Linked DNA regions of Sus scrofa: region 1 is linked to region 2. Evidence: chromatin contacts called from public HiChIP or PLAC-seq data. All regions are on one chromosome and are shown on one strand. Each heading gives the region's core, a stretch centred on a gene start, on an enhancer-like site or on the middle of the called end of the contact. The rest is flanking DNA. Distances are from core to core; before and after follow the strand shown.

The links. HiChIP or PLAC-seq counts read pairs in DNA pulled down with a chosen protein or histone mark.
Region 1: a contact with region 2 is called in an H3K27ac HiChIP or PLAC-seq map of alveolar macrophages. The contact joins two enhancer-like sites. A contact is called at or near these places in 2 of 5 promoter capture datasets (fetal liver and liver), 20 of 47 Hi-C or Micro-C datasets (adipocytes, adipose tissue, alveolar macrophages and 12 more) and 2 of 2 datasets of contacts at active chromatin or transcription factors (alveolar macrophages and skeletal muscle).

What each region holds. Positions count from the first base shown.
Region 1 is chrX:89,962,893-89,969,722 of Sscrofa11.1, reverse strand. All of the region lies in intron 2 of LOC110257796 (a long non-coding RNA gene), which reads left to right. Among named protein-coding and RNA genes, the nearest start is that of ACSL4, 130 kb to the right of the region's middle. Within about 2 kb of position 4,447, at least 8 of the 83 cell types and tissues checked have an H3K27ac peak or open chromatin away from gene starts, as enhancers often do. A contact at or near this core is called in alveolar macrophages, where this site is marked.
Region 2 is chrX:89,823,892-89,831,451 of Sscrofa11.1, reverse strand. The region is part of intron 1 of ACSL4 (acyl-CoA synthetase long-chain family member 4); the gene reads left to right. Among named protein-coding and RNA genes, the nearest start is that of ACSL4, 9.9 kb to the left of the region's middle. Within about 2 kb of position 3,596, at least 4 of the 83 cell types and tissues checked have an H3K27ac peak or open chromatin away from gene starts, as enhancers often do. A contact at or near this core is called in alveolar macrophages, where this site is marked.

The sequences.
Region 1 (6,830 bases), core at 3,198-5,697, 140 kb before region 2:
TTATCCTATAGGGCCTAGCTCCTTTCCGTGTACAGACATGGTAGGTGGTAAGCAAATACTTGTTAAGTAAATGGACAAATGAGTGACTACCTAATTATATTTACTGAGTGCTTACATGTTTTAACACATTGAAGCCTCACATAAACTCTATGAAGAAGGAACTATCATTATTTCACTTCCTAGACAAGAAAACTAAGGCAGAATGAGGTTACTTATTTTGTAATAGAAAGAATAAAGAATACGAAGATTTGAGTTCAGGTCTCCAGTAGGAATTAGACTGACAACTATTTGTAGTCAATGGCTTAAGCTGTTTCATGTCTCTTTCTCCCTGATTAGCATCATAATCAAACTGGACTAAATTAAATAGTACTTCGCTGGCAATGGTAGAAATGACTGGCCTGAGAAACAGCTTGACTGGGGAATTGTAGGGTAGCAAGGTTCTTTGCACGTAACTTTGAATCGTACTATCTAATTTTCATGTTCCCATCAGTTAGGGAGTCAGCCTGCCTTCTCCTTCCTCATGTAGTCAATGACTTTCAGCTGCTATCAAAGCTCTACGAACTTAAGTGTTGCCCAAATCTCACCTGTCATCACCCAGGCTGACTGGAGCCCGCCCCAGGTGCTGGCTCCAGCGGAGGTGTCTCAGGAATCCTGCTTTTTTTAAGCAGGTGGTCCAAGTTTGGTCCCAGGTCACCAGAGCAGGTGCATTTCTTTTGGGTTAATACCACAATGAGGCAAAAAGCTGAAATCTTGTAAACATTTCATGGAGATAGTTGTCCAAAGAAAAGATATAGAAATCCAACGTCTAGTAGGATTTTATTTTACATTTCTATTTGATCATGGGTTGGCCTGGAGGTTTGTTAATTTACTTGTTTGCTTGCTTAGAGTTAGTATGAAAAAATCAAATTCCTCTGCCAGAATAGCTGGCACTGTGTTCTCTGCCCACTTAAAATCTCACACATTCTCCAACATGAATCCTGAGCTCTAGCTATACTGATCTTTACACAGAATTCCTGCAGGACATGTTCGGCCTGGCTCTTCCTGGACCATTTCCTTGACTTTTTTTTTTAATAGCCATGCCTGTGGCATATGGAAGTTACCGGGCCAGGGATCAAGTCCAAGACCTACGCCACAGTTGTGGAAATGCTGGATTCTTTTAACCCACTGTGCTGAGCTGGATCCTTTTAACCCACATGCCACCACAGAGACAACACCTGATCCTTAACCTTCTTGCCACAGTGGGAACTTCCCCTTGATTTCTGAGCCCACCTGCCCACTCTCCAGCAATCCCTTATTAGCTGCTATTAGAGCTTTTGCTAGTAATCCACTTGGCACTTCTATACCGCATCTGGTCTGCTCCCCACCATGTCCCTCTTTTTTTTTTTTTTTTTTGTCTTTTGTCTTTTTAGGGCCTCATTTGCAGCATATGGAGGTTCCCAGGTAGGGAACCTACACCACAGCTCGGGGCAACGCCAGATCCTTAACCCTCTTAGTGAGGCCAGGGATTGAACCTGCATCCTCATGGATGCTAATTGGGTTTGTTAACCACTGAGCCATGACGGGAACTCCTTTTTTTTTTTTTTTTGACGATGTCCCTCTGGTTTTCATGGGCAAGGGTGTGCCACTGATTCAAGAAATGCTGGAATCCTGAGCAAGTGTCAGCAAAGTTCCCAAGCGTCTGTATGCTGAAGCAGTGTGTGCTTGGAAGAGGAGGACATGTGTACAGACAGAGACGTTGGAATGTTCATTGGCTTTAATGCATGAATAGGAGGTTGTAAAAGTCATCTAAGGAGTTCCCGTCGTGGCGCAGTGGTGAACGAATCCGACTAGGAACCATGAGGTTGCGGGTTCGGTCCCTGCCCTTGCTCAGTGGGTTAACGATCCGGCGTTGCCGTGAGCTGTGGTGTAGGTTGCAGCCGCGGCTCGGATCCCGCGTTGCTGTGGCTCTGGCGTAGGCCGGTGGCTACAGCTCCGATTCAACCCCTAGCCTGGGAACCTCCATATGCCGCGGGATCGGCCCAAGAAATAGCAACAACAACAACAACAACAAAAAAAGACAAAAGACAAAAAAAAAAAAAAAAGTCACCTAAGCTAGTTAATAATCAGCTCTGGCATTAATTCGCTGTCTAACCTTCAGTTAGAATATATACAGCAACCGTGATTTCTAAAATCATGATCCTATTTCTCATGGTTGTCTTCCTCACCCTAAAATAGAAAGCAATGACTGTCCCCTCAGATGGAAAGGGGAGACGTTAGGAAAGAGAATTAGCAGTGGTAAGTGGAGAGTAGAAAATGAAGAAAACCACAGAGAAGGTTAAAAGAGCACTGGACAGTGGATCCAGAAACCTGGGTTCTGGTCACAGCTCTTTCATTAACGGGTGTATGACCTTGGGCAAGGCATGCCACCCCTCAGAACCTCCAATTCCTCATTTCAAACGTCTCTTCTGAAACATCTTGTCAATCAGGGAAAATTGAAATTGGATTAGGTATGAACTGATATGTTTTTAAATGAGTTGATTTATTTTTTTAAATTTAAACCTTTTTTTTTTTTTTTTTTTTTTAATTTCAGCCATGCCCGTGGCATGTGGAATTTCTCAGACAAGGGACCGAATCTGAGCCACAATAGTGACAAACCATACCAGTGACAATGCCAAATCCTCAACCACTAGGCCACCAGGGAATTCCATGATTATGTTTTTTTATTCCAGTATTACTGAGACATAATTGACAAATAACATGGTATAAGTTTAAGGTGGACAACGATTTGATAGATGTATATATTGCCAAATGATCATCGTAATAAGTCTAACATCCATCACCTCACACAGTTACAACTTTTTTCTTGTGATGAGAATTTCAACATGTAGTTTCTTAGCAGCTTTCAAATATAAAACAAATACATTTGTTGTTCAATCTCTGGTGGATTGTTTCTAGGAACCCCCTTAGATACCAACATCCATGGATGCTCAAGTCCATACAGCGGGCCCTCCACAGCCACAGGTTCCACATCCACAGAAAGAGAGGGCCAACTGTATTGTTTTATTTTTTTCATTTTTTATTTTTTGTCTTGTGTCTTTTTTAGGGCTGCATGTGGAGGGTCCCAGGCTAGGGGTCTAATCAGAGCTGCAGCTGCTGGCCTACACCACAATCACAGCAATGCAGGATCTAAGCCATGTCTGCAACCTACACCACAGCTCATGGCAATGCCAGATCCTCAACCCACTGAGCGAGGCCAGGGATTGAACCCGCGACCTCATGATTCCTAGTTGGACTCGTTTCTGCTGTGCCACAACGGGAACTCCCAACTGTATTGTAAATTATGGTCATTATGCGGTACATTACATCTCCAGAACTTAGTTTACTTATAACTGGAAATTTTCTACGTTTTAGAAAAATACTGCCATATTTTTGAGTGAAATGACATAATGTCTGAGATTTACTTTAAAATACTTTCTCCTTCCAATTTTTTTTTGTCTTAAATTTAGAGAGAGTGGGAGTTCCCATTGTGGTGCAGCAGAAACATATCCGACTAGGAACCATGAGGTTGTGAGTTTGATCCCTGGCCTTGATCAGTGGGTAAGGATCCCGAGTTGCCGTGAGCTGTGGTGTAGGTCGCAAACGTGGCTCGGATCCTGTGTTGCCGTGGCTCTGGCGTAGGCCGGCAGCTGTAGCTCCAATTAGATCCCTACCCTGGGAACCTCCATATACCATGGGTGCAGCCCTAAAAAGCAAAAAAAAAAAAAAAAAAAAAAAAAAATTTAGAGAGAGCGTTGGCTAGATGAAACAAGAATGACAAAATGTTAATGACTGGTAAAAATGGGTGATGAGTACAGAGGAGTTCATAATACTAGTTTCTTTTCTTGTATATTCAAAAGTTTCTTTGTTTTTGGCCACATCCGTGGCATACGGAAATTCCTGGGCCAGAGATTGAATCTGAGCCACAGCTGTGACCTACAGACAGCTATGGAGACGCTGCCTCTTTAACCCACTGTGCTGGGCCGGGGATCAAACCTGCACTGCTGCAGAGACAACACCAGGTCCTTAACCCGCTGGGCCACAGCAGGAACTCCCTATTTGAAATGTTCAATAATCAAATGTTAAATGAGAAAGAACTTTGTTTCAAAGGAAGAGGAGGAAGAACATAGAAAATGCATGAGGGATAAAATGAGTTAACGTAGGAGTTGTATGTTTTCTACCTACATTCAGGCATCGAATTAGCCTCATGACCAATACTATATGAAGAAAAGTATTAGGTGAGTAAGATGTGGGTTTTGCATGATATTTTATTTGGACACCACGAGTTATCAGCACTGACACTTTTTACATGTCATCAGGCACAACTTCCTTTTACCAGACAACAGCGAGCACTCTTTTATATCCTGCCCAGGCCAGCATCTGGAAACAGCTGTTTTCCACTTATTGAATGACAGCATCCATTCTGGCAGTGTGAGCCACTGGAATGAAGAATGCTAAACCTCAACGTTTGTTAAATGTCACCACAGGGACCAAACAGTGCGGTCATTACTGACTCAGGCATAGAACTTGAGCAACGAAAGGACCAAATCTGTCCAGGAGGTTATTGATTACAAGGCAAACTCCTGACTCACTCTCCCACTCAGGTTTATTCAAAATGTTGCAAGTTTGGAAGATCCACCCCAGCAATGTGAACTAGGATTTGCGGTGGGCAAAGCTTACGTCTTTTCAAGGGCACCTTTGGGACTTGCCTTTGGGTGGGCGTGCTGGTATCTTGGTTCTGCGCTCACTCTGGCTAAAGGTTTCTTTTACCACCTGCTGCCTCCAGGCCAGGCTTGCTTGAGACAGGGCCTTGCCAAAGTCAGGCGAGGGGTGGTGGAGAGGAGGATGCAGGTGAAACTGGGTCAGCATGTTGACTCAGTCACATGGGTTTTTTTTTTTTATCTCATCATCATGTCCTGTAGCTATTGTAGTAGACCTCTTAGAGTTTGGTATTTATAAGGGGGCAGGACCCTTTAGCTTAGGGATCCTGGTCCACTGTAAGCCCCAAGCTTTCCCAGGCCTGATTTCTTCCAGACTTCCCTCTATCTTAGCACAATAGAAGAAAGATATTTCTCTTATAAGTGAGAGAGAATGAGGGGAAAAGAATAATCACTAACATGTATCTGGCACTAACTCTGCCAAGAATTACTCAGGTAATCCTTACAGCCATCGTATGAAGTAGGAATGATTATTGCACCCATTCTACAGATGAGCAAATGGAGGCTTGGAGAGGATAAGTGACAATGGTATGGCTGACGTTACATTGGGCTCTAAGCTGTAGAGCCAGGATGTGAATCAAGTCTAGTTCATGCTCGAGCCTATGCTTTAAACCACCTCAGTGTATACTACCCTCTGGAAGAGTCACCCACCAACTGCCATTTATTGAACTACATGGCAATTGTTCCTGGTGAAGAAGTTTCACCATTTGAATGTCCAGACCATGGCTGCTTTTGCTTTTGCTTTTTTTAAATTGAAGGATAGCTGGTTTACAGTGTTGTGGTTGTTTTAGATGTATTGCAAAGTGATTCAGTTATGCACACACACACACATACACACACCCATTTCGGATTCTTTTTTTTCTCAGTTTCTTTTCCTATATTATAGGTGATTACAAGACATTGAGTACAGGTCCCTGTGCTATACAGGAAGTCCTCGTTGTTTACCTATTTTACATATATAATCGTGTGTATCTGTTAATACCAAGCTCCTGATTTATTCCTCTTCCTCCTTTCCCCTTTGGTAACCGCACGTTTGTTTTTATGTATATGAGTCTGTTTCTGTTTCGTAAATGTTTTTGTGTGTTGCCACCACCTGCAACCCAGTTCCTTGTGCAATACATGTGTTATTAGTTCATTAGAAGGAGTAAGAAGAAGAGATTTTCCTCTAAGTCACAGTTGGGTAACTCTTCTTTAGAGCGGCTGAGCATTTCTGGGGTTTAGGAGCAGTGTAGAGGCCGAAGATGCACTTTACTCTGTGGGATCTCACATCAGGAGTCAGTGAGTTAGAAGCGACTCCTTATTTGGGGAAAATGTTTATAAACCAGAAAGAGCAATGGGAGTGAAAGCTGAAACAGACCTAGAGATGGAATGCTTCTCTGAAAGACTCGCTATTTGCATGGGAGGCGGGTTTTGGAAGGGAATGTTGTCTCCAGGGCTCTGGGAGACAGAATCACTGTAGGGGAGCCCATGGTAGCCCAGGGGAAGGCAAGCAAAAGAAAGGAGCAGAGTTCGGTGAAACTCATGATAAAAGTCTTCCTGGAAGAGGCAACTGAAGGTGGAAATGGAAAGAAACAATATATAAAAATAAAAGAAAGGGGTGTTCCCCTTGTGGCACAGTGGAAACGAATCTGACTAGTAACCATGAGGATGAAGGTTCAATCCCTGGCCTCTCTCAATGGGTGAAGGATCTGGTGTTGCTGTGAGCTGTGGTGTAGGTCACAGACACGGCTTGGATCCAGCGTTGCTGTGGCTGTGGTGTAGGCAGACAGCTGTAGCTCTGATTCGACCCCTAGCCTGGGAACTTCCATATGCCAAGGATGCGGCTCCCCCCCACCAAAAAAAATGAAAGAAAGAAGTGGGAAATAAAGTCAAGGAGAATGGAGTTCCCGCTCTGTTGCAGCAGGTTAAGTGTCTGGCATTGTCACTACGGTGGCTTGGTTGCTACTGTGTTGCAGTTTCCATCCCTGGCCCTGGGAACTTCCACATGCTATAGGCATGGCCAAAAAATAAAACACAAGAGGAATGGCCCATGCAAAGCCTTAGAGCTATGTGTTTGAAATTAGTTTGGCACATTCGACTATATTGTAGAATAAGAAG
Region 2 (7,560 bases), core at 2,347-4,846:
TGATATGGTCTGAGTAGTGGGGAATAGAAGTTCTTACTGAATATTTACAGGTGAAACAATGTGATGTCTGAGATTTGCTTCAAATTAAATGAGGGTAGAGGTGCAGAGTGCCTAGAGATGTGAAAGAAATAAAATTTAGCACATACAGATAGTTGTTGAAGCTGGGGGATAGGTTCATTATACCAAAACAAATGGGATGTTTTGGAAAGAGTAACGAAAGCAAGTTATTACTGTCCATCTAGGTGTAGGTAAGACAATGCTAAGATTTGTATAAAATAAATATAGAAATCTGAAGTGTTCTTCACTCATAGTTCCTTGCAAGTGTCTTTTAAGTTCTTTGAAATCCTACATTTTCTAAGAATTCAGTTGAGATTTCCTTAGAGTCAGTAGGCCTGGAGTTAAAGAAATGTTTTGGCCTCTTGGCCCTTTATCAAAAGTTTGATGAATGAGTGTACATTTACCACTGATAAAATAAAATGAAGATAAAATGAAATGTTTGTCATGTGCCTATTTTTTTATGATTGTTCACCTTAATTGACATTTTCAATTTGCTAATCAACTGTTCCAAATAACATTAGATAAAAAGGTTTCTATTATGTAATATCTATGATATATAAAGAGCTCCTACGGATCAACAAGAAAAAGGAACCCATTAGAAAAAGTGGCAGAGGGTTTTGAATTGGCCTTTCTCAGACAAAGAAATTAAAATTACGATTAAAAAAGAAAAGATGCTCAAACTCACTCTGCTAATTAGGGAAATGAAAACCATTTTTCACCAAATACATTGGCAAAAACTTTAGTATCCACTTTTAGAAAGCAATGGGCACTGTCATACACTGTTAATGAGAGTGTGCATTGTGTAGCTTTTTGATAAAGAACATCAAAATCCTCTCATTTTAAAATGTACATGTATTTTGGGCCAGCCGTTCTGCAGAGCACTGTTCTGGGGAAATAGCTGCCCATTTGTATAAAGATAGGTACAAGATTTCACTGCAGTGAAACTGGTCATACCAGTGAGAACTTGGCAGCAACCTGAATGTCCAGCAGAAGGGGAATGATTTAAATAATAACATGTTTTATGGAATAACATGGGGTTATTAAAGGAAAGAAACCCCTCAGACCTATATAAACTGCCATAGGAGTTTCAAAGTAGGTTGTTACAAGGGGGACGCACAGGGGAGGAAGTTATAGAACAGTCCATAAACCATAATTCCGCTTACCCGGAAAAAACCCCCAAACCTTACCATGTGTGTGGATAACACAAGAAGGTGTGATTAACATACACCATGAATACTTCTCTCTAGGTGTTAGAGGAAGGCAGTATAGCGTTACTTTTACTTTTTACCCCATACAATTTCACGATGCATGTTAACTTATGATGACTATTTTATTTATTGTTTTCAGGTTTTTATTTTATTAATAAACTCTATTATACCTTTATTTTCTCTTCTGTACAAACTTTTAAAAGGCATCCTAATGGTGTTAATAGACTATTTTTTAGAGGCGTGCTCCTTTTTATTTATTTTTTTAAATGATTTTTACTTTTTCCATTATAGCTGGTTTACAGTGTTCTGTCACTTTTCTACTGTACAGCAAAGTGACCCAGTTATACATATATATACATTCTTTTTCTCACATTATCCTCCATCACGCTCCATCACAAGTGACTAGATATAATTCCCAGTGCTAGCCAGCAGGATCTCATTGTTTATCCACTCCAAAGGCAATAGTTTGCATCTATTAACCCCAGACTCCCAGTCCATCCCACTTCCTCCCCCTCGCCCTTTGATTACTGTTTTAATAGTAATTATACAGATTCCTCATGGGCAGCATTTACACACTGGAGGATACTTGCAGTGTAATTCCTTCATTGTGCCTTATAGAGTGACACTGTGCTAGAAATGGAGCGAGTGAGTGCCTGCTTAGTGAGTACTCAGGTAGTTTTCAAAACAATTTTCCTCCCTTTGTTAAAGTACTGTTTATATTTTCTAAATTTTCTGCACTGAAAATATTAAGTGTGAAGAAGAATAAAAAAAACATAATCTCATACCCAGAGAGATCTGTTGTCAACTTTGGGGTACATATGCACCCTTATGTTTGTGTACACACATGCATGGATGCTCACATGCACACGTGTGCACACACACGCACATGTGCAAACATACATGTGCAAATACATGTATCTCTTTTATACAAGAACGGGTTCTTGCTGTACATACCGATTTGTAACTTGCTTCTTTTAATTTGACTCTCTATTGTGAGCATCTTCCATGATCAGTAACTCTGAATAAGTGAAAAAGACACCTTAGTGGGAAAAAGAACAACACTGTGTCATGTAGATGCAGTGTTCTAGTTAAAGTAACTGATTTCCAGAACAAACTATAATCTTAAAATTATGGTCACCAAAAGTAAATAACCAAGGAATTTGAAAATGCTCAGGGTTAAACCAGTTCAGTTCTGTTTTGAATTTAACTATTATAATGATGTAAATGCAAGATATTAAAATGTTATCAGCATGGCTGTGGCTGTGGCGTAAGCCGGCAGCTACAGCTCCGATTCGACCCCTAGCCTGGGAACCTCCATAGGCGGTGGGTGTGGCCCTGAAAAGACTGAAATAAAATAAAATAAAAGTTTTTTAGGAATATTTTGGGTGGAGTTTGGTTTTAATGACAGTTTGAAAACTGAGCTTGGACAGTTATCTTGGTTCAAAGAAAAACCAACTGCTGTGACTAATTTTCAATAAAAGTGTGGGTGTAGTTGTGTTCTTTCATAACTTATAAAAGTAAAGAAAATCTGGCTCTCTGTAGCAACATGAAACTTGGTCAGTGGTATCTCAGTCCAGAGTGTGTCAAATGGAACATTAGGAGAAACGTGTTGCAGGACCCGGTTTGATTTGGGCAAGTATGTATGTATTCTGCTCGCACGTCCTCTAGAAGCGTTCATTTAGCACATCCACTGAAGGCTTATTATAATCATTTCTCGGTTTATGCTGTGGCACTTAGAGGTGAAAATACCTTACTTTACCATGAACTCCACAGAGTATTTCACAAAAGAAGAGTTGGCCTCGTAGCCAATGGTGTTAATGTGAGAGCCCAGCGTAGCTGCTCAGATTTTTGTCGTGGCCATTGGAACAGTGTCCCTGTTCTCCAAGGCCATGCATCCTGTGCATTTTGGCCTTTTTAGATTCGATTTTGCAGCCAGAGGATTTTTTTTTTCCTTTCATAAGTGCTGTGAAGCTAGCAGATTGTATGAGGGAGTCAGAAGAGAGGTTTGCCATTTCTCCCTTGATTCATGGCAGGGGCATGTGACATTAGACTATGACAGAGGTGTTGAAAACATTCCTGGTAGAGTCTAGTGATTGTTAGGAAGTTAAGGCATGGCGAAATACCTGTTTTCTCTTAGGTATTCTGTTTATTACCTTGAATGTATACCTAAAGCATTTTAATACTATAAACGAGTAATTACAGGATATTGAAGGACCACTCCCCTGGGGGTACCCAAGTAATGAGTCATCACAGAAAGCCTGGAGAAGTGGGCAGAGCTGCTCTCCCTGAGATGGCGGTCATTCATTTTTCTCAGAATATGTTAGTCATTTCTGCTTTTCAAATGAACTGAAAGCTGAAAACTTCCCGCAGACAGGAAACAGGAACTTGGTTGAATGAGCTTAAAGTTCAGTTATGGCTTTGGAAATAGAAGAGAAGACAGAGCTAGCACTGGTATCTCATGGGGCCAAATCCAAGGAAAAGATGCTGTGTTCCACATGACTACCAAAGATGCTAAGTTGAGAAGAAGCTGAAAAAAAGGGCACTGAGAACTCTACTCAGCATTCTGTGTTAGTCTACATGGCAAGAGAATCTGAACAAGAATGGATGTGTATATATATATATAACGGAAACACTTTGCTGTACACCTGAAACGAATACAACGTTATAAGTCAACTATACTTCGGTCAACTGTAAAGCTGTATTTTTAAAAAGTAGTTAAGAAGTCATAACTTGACTGAGGGGTGGAACCAGGGAGAAGTAGCTATAAACAACTGTCGAATGAATATGTTTCAGACAAACAGAGCAGCAGATGAGAAAAGCAGGCCAGGGATGGTGGTATTCTTGTACTTGGAAAAAACAGAAACCTTCAGGATTTGGTCAATTGCAAATAAGCCTTTGGTAAAATATTTGGGATTCCCTCTGCCCAGGCATTTCCTTGCAGGAGTAGGTTAGAATTTCTGTGAAGCAAGTGGTTTCCATACCCTGGAAACTAGAAAAGGCAGGGGGCAGGCTCACTGTTTGGTGAATTATAGCAACCTGCAGTTGGGAAGCTTTATCGTGTTTATTTCTCCACATAGAAAGAAATGTCAGCATTAGCATATTTCCTTAAATATAGTTACATGTTACACATTTCTAAACAAAATGACTGCACTTGTAAGGATGTTATACAACTCAAATTTTCCACCAGAAATTTTTGGATTCGTCTGCTTAGGGTTTTTTTCTGTCAAGTATAAAGGCCAGGGTTTTTATGAGGAAGCAGGTTTTTAATTTACGCCCATATTTACATTAATTTTAATATTCCCTTGATCACCAAGAGATGGTTGAGTATTAAAATGTTGGTAGGGGAATAGCTTTCTTTAGGAAGTATCCCCCAAAGAAATTTACTTCTTTACGAGTAATTTGTAAAAGACAACTGCAAAATGGAAACCTCGCTGGTGAATCTCTCGCCTTTTTTAAAGTATAGTTGATTCACAGCGTTGTGTTGATTTCTGCTGCACAGCAGAGTGACTCAGTTTTATATATATATACACACACATATATATACATATGTACATATATATAAACATTCTTTTTAAAAAAATATTCTTTTCCATTATGATTTAGCATAGGCAGTTGAATATAGTTCCCTGTGCTATCCAGTAGAACTTTGCTGTTTCTCACCTCCTTTTTTATGCCTGTTTTCCAAATGGAGTCCCCTAACCTCACTTATACAGCCTTTCTTCTGGGACAGAGTGGGTAGAACTGAATGAGGGATGATTCTTGACCTCAGATGTACAAAGTATTCAGTGGGGTTAAAAAGACACCTGCCCCAGCCATGCTGGCCGAATTGAATCCTAGCTCAGTAGGGTCACTCTACCAAAGTGGTGCCTCTGGCTCTTGGGAGAAGAATATTTCAGAGCTTAGATATAGCTTGCCAACCCCTGTCTTATCTCGGTGGTACCCCGCGTTTGAGCCATCTTTCTTGGGTTACATGAAATGTTTGCATGGCGTAATTGGCCTATGATGGCAATGATAGACGTGGTGCAATGGGAGAGTTCTTCCTAACTCAACTTTCAGACAACTGATCTTTTTCTCAAAAAGTCCCTAAGCCTAGAGATTGTAGTTTTTTTTTTTTAACCTCTTAGGGGGTAAACTGCTTGCTTACAATCTTGTTTCTAGTTGTCTGCAACTGAGGAGGACTCTTGACTACCTTCCTTCCTGCCTTTGATCAAAGGGTCATGTTGCTTAGGGCGCTGGCCACAGGAAAGAAGTGTTGGATGCTACACCAGGGCATGACCAAAGGAGTAGGAGGTGGCCATGAACATGTGGTCTGTAGCCAGAATGTACTTTGAGTTTTGAAAACTAGGACTCTCAACTCTAGTTTGTACTTTGGAGACATAGTTTAAAAACAAGTTGTAGCCTATCGAATCCCTAAGCTAAGAGTATATTGAGAGGCCCTGTGGTTGTTTAATTTGACGATGTCACAGTATGCAGTGGAAATCTGCTAAATCGAGTCAAAACTCTATTCATCTTTTTCAAAGACGGGATTGTTATAAAACACATATATGTTACTTTAATGACGTTGATGAGATGCAAGCAACTCATTCTGAAACAGTTAATCTTGTTTAAGATTTCTAGAATTACTTTTCAACCTAGAGTTAATTTCTTTAATTTTGCATCGTCCTTAGCTAATGTGACACTAAGGCCATTTTATTTGTCTGGTTTCTTACAGATGTCATAACATTTTGGCATGAGATCATGAGAAAATGTTTCTTCTGCTTTGAGAGGAGTGATTAGGGAATTTGTTTAGGAAGGAAAATCAGTTCTTAGATTTGTTGCTTCTGCTGCTGACCTCTATCTCCTCTGTGAAAGGAAATCAATGATGTTTCAAAGTCACACAGATACATATTCGAATTGCATAAAATTGTTCTGTGGAATGAGCTAAACCTTTAGAATGTGTGTTGAGTTTGGTACTTGGCCAGGTCTGGGGCCATGTCCTGCTATTGCCAGAGCCCTCCTTTAAAAAATTTTTTTTTCTTGCTTTTACTGCCCCATTGTTGATGAAAGATTAGGATGTTGCCTGGGCTTGGTACCAGGTGCTGAACCTCCATGTCTTTCTCTTCTGCTTTCAGACATAGCAGCCCTGGAAACCATAAGATGGAGGTGCCGGGAGCAGTTAGAGCATACTTTTTCTTATTCTTTAAAAATATGGCCTGTGGCTGTCACACAGCCATCAGACCTCAAGATGCATGGTCAACAGAGAACGTTTGTTTTCAAAACCCCTTCTGTGACCTTAGTTTTGCTTTCAAAGAAGAGTAAGCAACAGATTGTACATAGGAAAGCAGGCTACGTTCTTATCATGTGCAGATGCTTCAAGGAGGATGGAATTATAACCTAATTGAAAGATGATATATTTTCACTTAAATATTCACAGAAATAACTGAAAAGGGATGTTTTTTGCTTTTTAGGGCTGCTCCCGCGGCACATGGAGGTTCCCAGGCTAGGGGTCTCATCGGAGCTACAGCTGCCAGTCTACACCACAGCCGAGCTGCGTCTGCAAACTACACCAGAGCTCATGGGAACGCCAGATCCTTAACCCACTGAGCGAGGCCAGGGATTGAACAGGCAACCTCATAGTTACTAGTTGGATTTGTTTCCACTGTGCCACAACAGGAACTCCACAAAGGGATGTCTGAAAGGCAGATAACATTGAAGATGCAGCAGAAGTTCAGTGCTTTAGGGATTCATGGGTAATATCTGCTAGTAGGAAATATCAACACTGTTGAAACTGTAGCAAGCTTCTTGGCTGACCTCTGTGTGGGGATACATAATTCCCCTTCCTTAAACAGTGTTTCATTGAGATGAGAAAAAGACTCCTGCTCTGCTTGGGAGTTTTTAGTACACTGGTGCTTCTCTTTAAATCTGTTTTTGAAATTCTTGTTTTGGATCTCATCTTATGCAAAAGTGCCTTTTATTGACACATCTTCAATATTCAAGCAATGAAACTGTAAGTTTACCTCTGTTGAGTGTGTTCCAATAATGGAAGTAACCTATTCCAAGTTTCACACTTGCCAGAGTAGTTCTGTAACCAGAAGGTTATAACCTGTTTGCAATAGCTGGATAGTAGTCTGAAGATGAAAATGATCGAGGCCTTTTAGTTTTTGGTTGGTGTTTTTTATCACTGCATTTTTCCTTTCCATTATTCCTTTTCAGAACTTCACGTTCATCCTTTGGCTTTGTATAGCTTTCCTTGTCCCAATTTCTTCTTCTTCTTCTTTTTTTTTTTTTTTTTTTTTGCTTTTTAGGGCCCCATCTG